Linked DNA regions of Capra hircus: region 2 is linked to region 1. The links are chromatin contacts, called in public Hi-C maps. All regions are on one chromosome and are shown on one strand. Each heading gives the region's core, a stretch centred on a gene start, on an enhancer-like site or on the middle of the called end of the contact. The rest is flanking DNA. Distances are from core to core; before and after follow the strand shown.

Region 1 (6,586 bases), core at 3,041-5,540:
AAAAGCCAACAGCAGCAAAAGAAGAAAATCAATGAAGAGAGGATTAGAAGGGCTCCTCTCAGTCTTAACATCCTTCTGCTCCAGGAATTTTTTTGCCTCAGCATAGCTGGGATCCTTTACAGAGTGTATTCTTAAGAGCGCATTTTCCCAGTGTTATTAAAATTTGTGTGCTCCTGGAAAATCCCATGGACGGAGGAGCCTGGAAGGCTGCAGTCCATGGGGTCACTACGAGTCAGACACGACTGAGTGACTTCACTTTCACTTTTCACTTTCATGCATTGGAGAAGGAAATGGCAACCCACTCCAGTGTTCTTGCCTGGAGAATCCCAGGGATGGGGGAGCCTGGTGGGCTGCCGTCTATGGGGTCGCACAGAGTCGGACACGGCTGAAGCGACTTAGCAGCAGCAGTGCTCATCTACTTTTAGCAGATCTCGTTCCCCAAGAATTTTGTGTAAGTTTTATATTTCTGGCATGCCGTCTTTTTTAACATTTATTATTTTTATTTATTTACTTGGCTGCACTGGGCCTCAGCTGTGGCATGCAGGATCTTTAGCTGATCTTTAGTTGCAGCATGTGGGATCTAGTTCCCTGACCAGGTATCAAACCTGGGCCCCCTGCATTGGGAGCATAGTCTTAGCCGCTGGACCACCAGACCACTGACATGCTGTTTATCTTAGTCAATGACTGTCATGCCCTTGAGTGGCCAGCAGAGGGAGCAGCGACTCAATCTTAGGCATGGGACTAGAAAAGTGAAAGTGGTTCAGTCCTGTCTGACTCTTTGCAATCCCATGAACCAGAGTCCGTGGAATTCTCCAGGCCAGAATACTGGAGTGGGTAGCCTTTCCCTTCTCCAGGGAGACGTGGGAATGGTTGGTGGGTAAAACAGAAGGAAGCTGTAAACTCAAAGACTTGTTGCTCAGAGTGGTCCTGAGACCAGCAACTTGGGTTTGACCCAGGAGCTTGTTAAAGATACCTGTCCCTAAGGAGGATCCTAGAACCACAGAATCAGAATTAGCATGTTGAGGAGATCCCCAGGTAAGTTTGAGAACACATTTAAGTTTGACAACATTGGAAAAGACCCTGATGCTGGGAAAGATTGAGAGCAGGAGGAGAAGGGGGCAACAGAGAGTGAGATGGCTGGATGGTATCACTGACTCAATGGACATGAGTTTGAGCAAACTCTGGGAGATGGTGAAGGACAGGGAAGCCTGGCGTGCTACAGTCAGCCTATGGGGTCTCAAAGAGTCAGACATGACTTAGAGATTGAATGACAACAAGCTTGAGAAGCACTGGCTTAAAAAGTTTCTAGTCTTAGAAGGAGAAGGCTACTTCCTCAAGGGAGAGGACAAGAGAGGAACTGGCTAAAGCAGTCCTCACAGCCCCCAAATTTCCTGTTCCTTCAGCCAATAAGCCAGCATCAGTTAGGATGGGTTTGAAGCCACAGAAGGAGACATCAAGGTATTTTACAGATCACAAATGAACTGGCTTACTCTTCTTCTGTTTCAGTAACTGTTTGTTGAGTGTCGACTATGTGCTGAGCATCAGGGGTACAGAGTGAGTTAAAAAAAAAAGGAACCTGTTCCTGCTTTCATGGAGCTTTCAGCCCAGTGAGAACACCAGGGGTAAAAAATCACAAACATACAATAACTACAAACTCTGACATTGCTATGTAGGTACAGAGGCCCAGAGAAAATAAACAGGAGGAAGGTGGCCAGTTGAAACCAAATGGTCAGGGAAGGCCTCCCCAAGGAAGCGAGCTTTAAGCTTGAGATCTGAAGGGTGCCTGGGAATTGGCCAAGAAGACTGGACGTTACTGGCAGGGGGAAACAGAACGTACAAGGCCACCCAACAGGCAGGAAGATGGCCACTCAAGGAATGGAAAGAACCCTGGCCTGGAGTGATGCAATATGAGGCTGAGAGCAGAAAGGCAGAAAGCAGCCTCACGGGACTGGGGGCCACAGGGCACAGGCTCCATCTGGGATCTTACAGAGGTGGCTCCTCGGCGGCACAGGGACCGACTGGCACCTGGCTTGGTTTCCAAGCTCCAAACTGTACCACGTGGACATTCCACCCCTGTCCACTGGGTTCTCCATCTCCCTCAAGGACATGCTCTTCTCTGCTAATTTTCCTCAGCCTACACCGACTCAATGGACATGAGTTTGAGCAAACTCCAGGAGACAGGGAAGCACAAGGAAGCCCAGCATGCTGCAGTCTCTGGGGTCACAGAGTCAGACACGACTTAGTGACTAGAAAACAACCCCCTCATCAGCCCCTTCTTGATCCCTTGTCCACTTGTTTTTTTTTATTGTACTGGGTCTTCCTTGCTGTGCACAGGCTTTCTCTAGTTGCAGCAAGCAGAGGCTCCTCTTCATTGCGGTGTGTGGGCTCCTCATTATGGTGGCTTCTCGCTGCGCAGCAGAGGCTGCAGGCGCATGAGCGTCAGGAGCTGCAGCATCGGGTTCAGTAGCTGCAGCATGCAGGCCCTAGAGCACGGACTCAGTAGCTGCAGCACATGGGCTTAGTTGCTCCGTGGCACATGGGATGTTCCCGGACCAGGGATCAAACCTGTGTCCCCTGCATTGGCAGATGGATCCCTGACCACTGTGCCTGAGATGTCCATGTCTCAGTGTCTTCCCCCTTCACCATTTAAACCCACTCCAGTTCTTCCCCTCAACTTTGCCAGGCAACCAGACCTCAGTTTCAAAGACAACTTCTTGCCCCGAAGAAAGGACCATCCCTGAGTCAGAAACAATCGCCATTTACTGAGGGCTCATCATGTGCTGTGCTACTTGACACCTCTTTTTCATCCAGTCCCCACAACAGTCTCATTCCATAAGCTATTATCATTTGAGGAAACTGAAGTGCAGGGAGGGTAAGTCATTTCCTCAAGATTGCATAGCTAGAAATTGGTTAAGCCAATACTCCCTTCCCATTTGTAACAGGGGCTGCACACCGTCCTCTGTGACACTGTACTGACCGCACAGCTTTGTTTCAAAAGCCTTAAAAAGAAGCATGCCCTCGGCCCACCTCAAACGAAATAATCTCAGATGTGCACAAAAATTTAGCCATGGAGCTTCTTGCATCCTTGTCTAGAATAGAAAATCACTTAGAAACAACCCAAAGGTCCAACAATACAGAACTGATTGTTGGATGTTTAGAATCCTATCTGACTAGCTATTAAAGTAAGCAGGTAGAAAAAAATTGTCGGTATTCATGATGTATGATACAGAAAAACAAGATTATAAAACAGTATTCTAGCCTTATTTTCATGAAAACTACAATGTATAAATTTAAAAGTATAAAACTAAAGTTTCCAATATAGGAAAGGGAGGAAAAATTAAAATGGCTGGCAGAAACCTCTGCGATGTGATTATAGGTGATTTTTTACTTTGACTATCTGAATTTCCAAAGGTTTCATCAGGAGCATCTATTTCTTCTGGAAAGGAGGGGAGAAGGAAAAAAATCAAGAGGTGTTTTGAGTTCTGAGTCTTTTCATTTATTATTGTTACCCATAAAAAAAACCAAACGTCCTGTTCTGCTGGGAACATTTTAAAAACATTTTTATTACAAAAGTAGTATGTGGGCTCGCCAAAAACAAAAATCAGAGAATACAAACAAGCAAAAAGGAAAAAATGAAAAACATTCCTTCCTCCCCAGAGACAACCAATATTAGCACCTTCATGACTTCACAAGCTACGTTTGAGTTCTGCTCCAGGTACTAGTCACTGGGGCCCACCCCTCCCTTGCCATGACTGGAAACCTGAGTTTGAAATGAGGCTTACAGATCCATCCGCACTCCCCAAACAGATTCTAAAATTGTCTGGGATCCCAGAATGACAACTTACTTAGCATAGACTCTGGCCTGCCAGGGCCCGCAATTCCTCCTGGGTCACAGGGGACCGTAAAAGTGATTCCCAACATGGTCGCGATTGCAACACTCTAGCATCGCTGGATTTTGCAATCCTCCTTCCCCCTTCGAAAAGAACCCGAAGGACTGCATCACAGCTTTTGTATATTCCATTTAGTACTTTTCCATAAATGCAGCTGAAGGGAATGAAGGGTAATTTGACTGTAAGACTACCACAACTCTCCTTCCCACCATCCCTTGGATAGCTGCCGGCAATCACTCTGGGATATCCCAGGTCAGGGCTGGGAAGGGCAGCTTTGAGGAGCTGTGCAGGCAGGTTTGGCCATGCGGATGGCCATGCCAGGCCTGGGAGGCCAGCTCCTGGGGCAGGAGGTCTCTGGGCCATTCACACACACACACACACACACACACACTCAACAACAGGTTTCTAAGTCCCACCCTGCCCACGCCCTCTTTTACTAAAGGCCCCCCTTCTGGGAAGAAGGGGCCTCCCACTGCTGGCACCTGGCCTGACTGAGCCACTCCCTCAGTACAGCCCTCAGGCAGAAAATGTTCCTAGAGCAGATCCACAAGCCAAACCATTCCTGGTTTCCTCAGATGTTGATATCCAGTCATGGCCCAGATGCAGGCCCTAGCCTCCCACCCCTAAGCGCCAGGAACTGAGCTGATCTCACTGCCATTCACTACGTCCAGTGTTTCTGGAAACCTCAAGGATGCTGGAGACTCTGTTCTCCTTTACCTATGGCTCCTCTCATAGATAATAATAATTATATCTTCTGTTTACGAAACTCTTGACATGCCAGGCTTTTTACAGTCATGTAATGCATACAACAGTCTTTCGAGGTAACCACAATTATCTGGCCCCCTTCCCCTTCACAGATGAACTGAGACTCCAAGAAGTAGAATGATCTGCCCAAGGTCAAACAACTAGTAACAGGGACAGGAATCCACCCAGACCTGTACGACCACATAGCTCATGGCCTGCTCAGGAAGTCAGTGCAGAAGGGAACAAAAAGGTCATACAACCTTCCTCCATTCTATCTACAAGACAGCTACATTGGAAAATAATCTGACAAACTGTTATATGAGACTTACTATGTGCCAGGTACTATTCCAGCACTTTGCAAATATCAGCTCAATTTATCCCTAGAATAAGGCCAGGAGACAGGTAGTTTCTTTACAGATAAGAAAACGGAGGCACAGAGTAAACTTCACTGCAAGTGGCGGGGTCTGGACAGGAAGCCGGCTCTAGAAGCTGCGCTGCCTCTCTGATCCCACAAGCAAAGTGCCCTCCCCCGCCCCCACCCCTAAATTTTCATCCTTTGACCTTCCCATGTTCTCACCTTCCTCATCTTTCAGAGAGTTCACTTCTCACTTCCCCATCCCTCTCTGCGTGGGGTGGTGTTCTCTTGTGAAACTGCTTTGTGAAACTCCTTCTTGTGCAAGGCTATCTTTGATCATTATCTAGATCCCCCCTCCAAAGAACTGATAGGAAAGTTTATCAAAGCAAAGGCTTGGATTTGCTTCTGGAGAAATTAATCAATTAATCCTCAAGGGCTTGAGAGCAGGTTTTATCCCTAGCTCTGTGCTGGGCATTATTCTATGAACACAAAAGACACCCAGGACTTGGCCTCCACTCTCAAGGAAACTACAGTAAAGACAGCAAGTAAGGGTACACTCATGTGCTGGGTCTGTGCACAGCTGTAATTCATAAAATATATAGGAGAGGAGTCAGAAAAGTGTCATGAAGGAGGTGGAGTTTGAAATAAAGAGAAGGGGCAAGGAAACCTTGTTCACTCATAGAAACAGCAAGACTTGGCAGAAGGAAAAAAAAGAGGCCAGAGAAACAAGAGAGTATTTTCTAGTCCAAATCAATCTGATCTTCTAAAATAGAGACAAAAAAAAACTTGGTGTTGTGTTTTTTTTTTTTCCCCTGTCAAGTTTTGCTATTTCCATTAGAGCGAACAAAGAAAAAAAAATCTCTTCCCCTAACCATTAGGCGGCTTCTAGAATCGGAGAAGGGTGCTCTGCCTCAAATGTCCACCAGGAGGCAGAGCGGCTACTTCTGTCGCTAGAGCTCCCAAGTACAAACCAGAGAGAAAGGGGAAGGATCGCACATTCTTCCTCGGAAGAGTTGGCATGGCCTGAGGCCAGCGGTGGGCATCAGTCGTCTCAGACTGGGCTGCCTAGAATCAGGGAAGAAATAGAATATAGAATGTCAGAGGAAGTCGGGTGAAACTGAAAGAGAGAGAGACATTAAAGAGAATCTAACCTCTATGTACCATGCAAGTTCAGTTCAGTCGCTCAGTCGTGTCCGACTCTTTGTGACCCCATGAATCGTAGCACGCCAGGTCTCCCTGTCCATCACCAACTCCCGGAGTTCACTCAGACTCACGTCCATCGAGTCCGTGATGCCATCCAGCCATCTCATCCTGTCGTCCCCTTCTCCTCCTGCCCCCAATCCCTCCCAGCATCAGGGTCTTTTCCAATGAGTCAACGCTTCACATGAGGTGGCGGAAGTATTGGAGTTTCAGCTTCAACATCAGTCCTTCCAATGAACACCCAGGACTGATTTCCTCTAGAATGGACTGGTTGGATCTCCTTGCAGTCCAAGTGACTCTCAAGAGTCTTCTCCAGCACCATGAAAAGATCTTCCAATAGGCAGAATAGGGGTTTCCATGGATTGAGGCTACTCATGCCTTCTGTTGTCTTGACTGA
Region 2 (5,920 bases), core at 2,393-4,892, 130 kb after region 1:
TATCCTTGGGGATTTATTTTGATAACTGGCATTGCAGTTTGAGTTATTATCTTAGTGCTATAGTTATCTGTACTCTCATTCCTGTGCATTCCCTATTGGGAATTTAGTATGTTTTCTTCTTAAAATCACATTTGACTAATACTATGATGCTCACACTTACATCTAATAATATTGCTTATTTCTTAGACAAAAGTGAAATGGCAAGTAAAATGCTTTATTAAAGTCAGAAATCTTGGGAAATATAGCCTACTATATTATTAGTATTTCTAAGGAGGTTTTAATCAAAATTAAAGTATATAAAAAGTCTGAGATGGAAACATCTAGACAGTAGGGATGGGAAGAACCCCAAATTTTAAAATGTGTTAGAATGATGACAGATTTTAAGATCGGTAAAACTTTTAAAAAGACTCCTCTGTTACATAGTGTTCTTGACCAGAGCAGTTTTTTTAGGGAATGGGTTTATAATTCCTTTCTTTTCCAGATTGCAAAAGTTGAGAAGCTCAAACCTTTGGAGGTGGAGCTGCGACGCCTAGAAGACCTTTCAGAGTCTATTGTTAATGATTTTGCCTACATGAAGAAGCGAGAAGAAGAAATGCGCGATACCAACGGTGAGGGGAGGGCGACTCTTATTTCTCAGTGACTCTTACTTCTCAGCACCATAAAGGAGATAGGTCCCCATACTTTAAATTCTGGTGTACCCTTTTCTCAGTTTTACCAAAGGGCATTTTATGAAAGGGCGATTGCTCACTTCAGTGCTCTTGCTGTTACAGGTAAATGAGCCCTCTTTGATTTTCAAGGGAATAGCATTTTTTTCTGTAATAAGCAACTGATCATATCAGTCAGCTTAGTGTATCAAATTAATAGCACTAATCTTTGTAATTTTAACATTTATATATAGGATAATGAAAATTAAAGAAAAAACTATCTGAAGTCCTACTGTAAGGTTTAGGGGCAGAGTGAAGCTAATTAATTGCCTTTTCCCCTGGCCATTTAGCCTGTTGAGCCTCACTCCACTATATTTACACTGCTTTCTTTTTTTCTTTTTTTTTTAGAGTCCACGAACACTCGGGTCCTGTACTTCAGCATCTTCTCCATGTTCTGCCTCATTGGTCTGGCCACCTGGCAGGTCTTCTACCTGCGTCGCTTCTTCAAAGCCAAGAAGTTGATTGAGTAATATAGCCCAGTCTCCTCCCACCTTGAATCTTGGCCAGCAGAACATCGCTGGGACATGCCTGGCAAAAGGCATCCTACCAACAGCACCATCAAGGCACCTTGGAGCTTTCTTGCCAGAACTGATCTCTTTGATGTGGGAGGACGTGGGTTACCACCTTCACCCAAGAAGTCAAAGAGGGACTTCTTTTTAACCTGGTAGGATTTGGACTGGTTTTGCAACAAGACTATTATTAGAGTCACCTATGACAAAAAACAGGGGTTACCTAGATAATGCCAAAGCCAGCATTTGTACTGGGTTTCCTCATATGATCTGTTTGAACCATGTTTTCTTTCCTTCTCCCACTTGCTCACCAGCTTGGGCTTCCATTCTACTTGTTTTACCAACATTTGAATGACCATGTTGAACTTGTTTCTTTCTGATTGTCCTCTTTGGATTTCTGTGTGACAACACCCTTAACTTCCTCTTGACCCTTAGCTGAAATGTTTAGTTAGCTTCTGGTGATACCTTTTCATAATTTTATGTCTCTTAAAAGGGTGATGGCTGTGACACCTCATAGAAATGAGCTTTGAACTGTGGATAGCTCTTAAAGAAAATTTCACTTTAGAGAATTAAAACATTTGTGCTCAGCTGCTTGAACTTTTCTTTTTGTGTATTTATGTGTGTTTAGTTCCACGCAGTTTTATCACATGTATGGATTTGTGTGACCACCACGAGATGCAGAACCATTTCATCACATGGATCCCTGTGGTTCCCTTTTATAGCCACAGTCATCTCCTTCTGTAACCCCAAGCCCCAGCCTCTGGCAGCCACTAAGCTGTTCATCTCTCTAATTTTGTCATTTCAAGAATGCTATATAAATGGTATATATATATAACCTTTTGAGATTGACTTTTTTCACTCAGCATAATGCCCTTGAAATTTATCCAAGTTGTTGCATATGTCAGTTGTTTGTGTCTCTTTATTGCTTAGGAGTCTTTCGTGGTGTGGATGTACCGTGGTTTCACCAGTCACCTATTGAAGGACATCAGTGTTGTTTTCCGTTTTGGGCCATTACTAATAAAACTGCTGTGAACATTCATGTACAGGTTTTTATGTGAACACAAATTTCATTTCTCTGGGATAAGTGCCCAAAAGAGCAGTTGCTGGGTTGTATGGTAAACACACATTTATTTTTGTAAGAAACCGTCCTGCTCTTTATCCAGAGTTACTGTGTCATTTTAGGTTCCCACTAGCAATGGCTGACCAATCCAGTTTCTCAACATCCTCAGCAGTATTTGCTATTATTTTTTTAAAAGTTTTTTTTAGTCATTCTGAGAGGCATGTGGTTTTAATTTGTATCTTCCTATTAGCAAATGGTGTTGAACATCTTTTCATGTGTTTATTTGCTATCTGTATATCTTCTTCAGTGAAATATCTATTCTTTTGCCTGTTTTATGATTAGATTGTGTGTTCTTTTCACTACTGAGGTTTTTTTTTTAATTGAAGTATAGTTGATTTATGCTATTGAGTTTGAGAATTCCTTATATATCCTAGATACAAGTCCTTTGTCAGTTTTGTGGTTGCTTAAATTTTAACATAACTTCTACAGAAGAAAAAACAAGTAAAATTTGCCGAGTATTCTTACATGGTAAGTCACTGACTTAATTTCTGTTCTTATGTGTTCATGAAGAGATTAAGATATATGAAGTAAACACACCTAGAAGGATCATGAACCGAGTAAATACTTGAAAATATTTGTTGTAAAAGCAAAGCCAAGAGTCGTTTTGGGACATGTGCCTGCCTAAAGGCCAATACTAATATGAATAAGAGAAAGTGTGGGCACAAATGACTATGTTCATTGACAGTTAGTGACATAATATCACTTGACATTTTCCCCACTTCTCCCAGTAAAGTGGGTGGGAGTTTGTCCTTTCTGTAATCTCTCTCTCTCTCTCGTTTTTTAAGTCTACTGACTCTTACAGGGCTTGTCCCATTGCAATGACAAGAATTACAGGACTTAGGGCTGTGCAGCTTGCAGTGAAGAAGCAGCATATTAGAATTAACAGAACACTGTTGTGATGACCTGGATAAAGTACCAAGGGGGAAGGGGGGCAAATTATGTTGCTAAAATCTCAGCCTGTTCTGTTAATGTTCCAGCTACTGTAAACACAAAAGGCTTTTCATCCTCTCTTGACTCCCTGTATGAATTCTTGGACTTCCCAGATGGCTCAGTGGTAAGGAATACACTTAACTAATGCAGGAGACATGGGTTCCATCCCTGGTCAGGAAGATCCCTTGGAGAAGGAAATGGCAACCCACTCCAGTGTTCTTGCCTGGAAATCCCATGGATAAAGTCTGAGCCTGGTGGGCGACAGACAGTCCATGGAGTCACAAAGACTCAGACACGACTCAGCAACTGAGCACACACTCAACAAATTCCTCCCTTGTGGCATGGAAGTGGTTCTTTCATCAGTTTGTGTAACACTGCCATCTGCTGTTGCAAAATAGGTACTGCTTCTGAGAGCCTGACAGCCAGATCTCATCGTTAAGGGCAACAGTGTTTAGTTTCAGTGAAAGTCTGACTGTTTGCGACCCCATGGACTATACAGTATGGAATTCTCCAAGCCAGAATACTGGAGTGGGTAGCCATTCCCTTCTCCAGGGCTTCTTCCCAACCCAGGGATCGAACTCAGGTCTCCTGCATTGCAGGCGGATTCTTTACCATCTGAGCCATCGGGGACACCCCATAAGAGCAACAGATGTTGAGGAAGTCTGTGGTATTACTTATACTAAACAATAGAGCATACATCCAAACAGGGGCGAGAATAACCCAACCTGTGAGTTAAGCTCCATCTTCAGACATTTAAAGGTGAAATTCTGTTTCGTACCATTAGCCAAACAAGATCCTCGTTTCCAACTGGTGTCTTTCCCCTTTTTAGAAGCAATGAAAGCTGCTCCGTTGGTTGTAGTCTTCTGACAGAGTGTCAAAGAAGAAGATAGGAGAGGAAGATATTTTATTTTGCTAATGTTTTGTTCCCAAACGTGACTGTGAAACTGAAATTCTTTCACGTCCTTTCCTTTCCTCATGTCAAGACTGCCAAGTTGGACATTTGTGCTTTGGGTTTAAAGTTCATTGATATTATACTTTGATTTTATCTGAAAAGTAAACTTATTTGCTTTTGATAAAAGACTAGTGCAAGAGCAAATCAACTTTAAAAACAAGGCTGTTATCTGTTTTCCTCCATTTGGGGATCTGTGGTTCAACACAGTCTAAATTACTGATCAGAGTGATAGTTTTAAGTATGCTTTGTTATATCATTGTCATAAGCCCCTGTCATAAGCTGTTTTTCTGTTTGTTTAATGGAAAGAGGATGTGGGATTTATACAGATGCACTTGTAAGTGTTGAATTGGGATTTTTATGTAAATTTTCTCAAATAAAGGCTAGCAGAAACCATTTTAGGTGTATTTTTCTGTTACTCATGAGTATCTCTTTGTCTGGATTGGCAATAATTCCTCCATATTCCTCAGTATTAAAAGCATGGCAAATTATATGTGACAAATTAGAGAAAAAAATATTTGTAGTGTACTCCAGATGGATAAAGTTTATGTGATCTAGCAAAAGTTCATTATACTTAATTTGTAAATGTATAACTATATAATATGTATATTGAAATAATATCCTTAATTCAGAAAGACTAAATAGGGTTCTGTAAGCCAGGAATTCTCTGTAGCTTCTCTGTTTTAGAAACTGATTTTGAAGTTATTCCTATAGAGTCTTCTCCCTTTCCTTCCATTCTCAAAATACCCCTCCTAATTTAGAACCTCTAGGACTTATTTTTTTGGACCAACACATCTATGTAAAACGCTACTCCAGCAGGTAAAGGCAAGATCATCTTTCCTTTTACTTGCAGTTGAGTATTTTCCATAAAGCTTCTTTATAAGAGTCACCGTGAAGTGCTTTACACATTGACTAGCTAGCCTCCAATTTAGCCTCTTTCTCTAATCCTCAAAAAAAGTTAATAAGTCAGTGAATCTCTAGTTTATAAAGTAGTGGTTCTCAACATTTGAAATACTTTAGAAAATGTCTCATTTCTTCCTGATACTTTAGAGAACATAAATAGTGAAGGCAGCAAAATGTTTGTGTGAATTTAAATAAATTTAAATGTAAATGTAATTGTCTCAGCAGTATCATATTTGTTAAATGGTTGTGCATGTTCTGCAAATTATCTGTTCAGTCTGCTACAATCTCCTATAGCATAAGCCCCATGAATAATATAAATTTTTCTGCTGCTGCTGCTGCTGCTAAGTCGCTTTAGTCGTGTCCGACTCTGTGTGACCCCATAGACGGCAGCCCACCAGGCTCCCCTGCCCCTGGGATTCTCCAAGCAAGAACACTGGAGTGGGTTGCCATTTCCTTCTCCAATGCGTGAAAGTGAAGTCGTTCAGCCGTGTCCAACTCTTAGTGACCCCATGGACCGCAGGCTACCAGGCTCCTCCATCCATGGGATTTTCCAGGCAAAGGTACTGGAGTGGGGCAAGACCCTTTAATTTGTAGGAGTTCTTCCAACCCTTCTTATGTTCTTGCTCAAGTCCTTCAAGTACCACATTTAAAAAGTATAAAGGAACATGACATTTTAAAATTTTATTTGCAGTGTTGTGTTTTTTGCTGTACAGCAAGGTGAATCAGTTACACACTTACATAAATCCACCCTTTTTAAGATTCTTTTCCCAAATAGGTCACTACGGTGTACTGAGTTCCCTGTACT

The links. Hi-C and Micro-C count contacts between places; a contact is called where the count stands out from the background.
Region 2: a contact with region 1 is called in a Hi-C map of blood, with 12 times the contacts expected there. The contact joins two enhancer-like sites. A contact is called at or near these places in 4 of 5 Hi-C or Micro-C datasets (blood and liver).

What each region holds. Positions count from the first base shown.
Region 1 is chr10:16,613,136-16,619,721 of ARS1.2, forward strand. No RefSeq gene overlaps it. Among named protein-coding and RNA genes, the nearest start is that of FOS, 19 kb to the right of the region's middle. Within about 2 kb of position 4,291, at least 2 of the 5 cell types and tissues checked have an H3K27ac peak or open chromatin away from gene starts, as enhancers often do.
Region 2 is chr10:16,747,544-16,753,463 of ARS1.2, forward strand. TMED10 (transmembrane emp24 domain-containing protein 10) reads left to right here. Exons shown (of 5, transcript XM_018053959.1): 4 at 482-608; 5 at 1,053-4,608. The coding sequence ends at 1,174. Among named protein-coding and RNA genes, the nearest start is that of NEK9, 6.9 kb to the right of the region's middle. Within about 2 kb of position 3,643, at least 1 of the 5 cell types and tissues checked has an H3K27ac peak or open chromatin away from gene starts, as enhancers often do.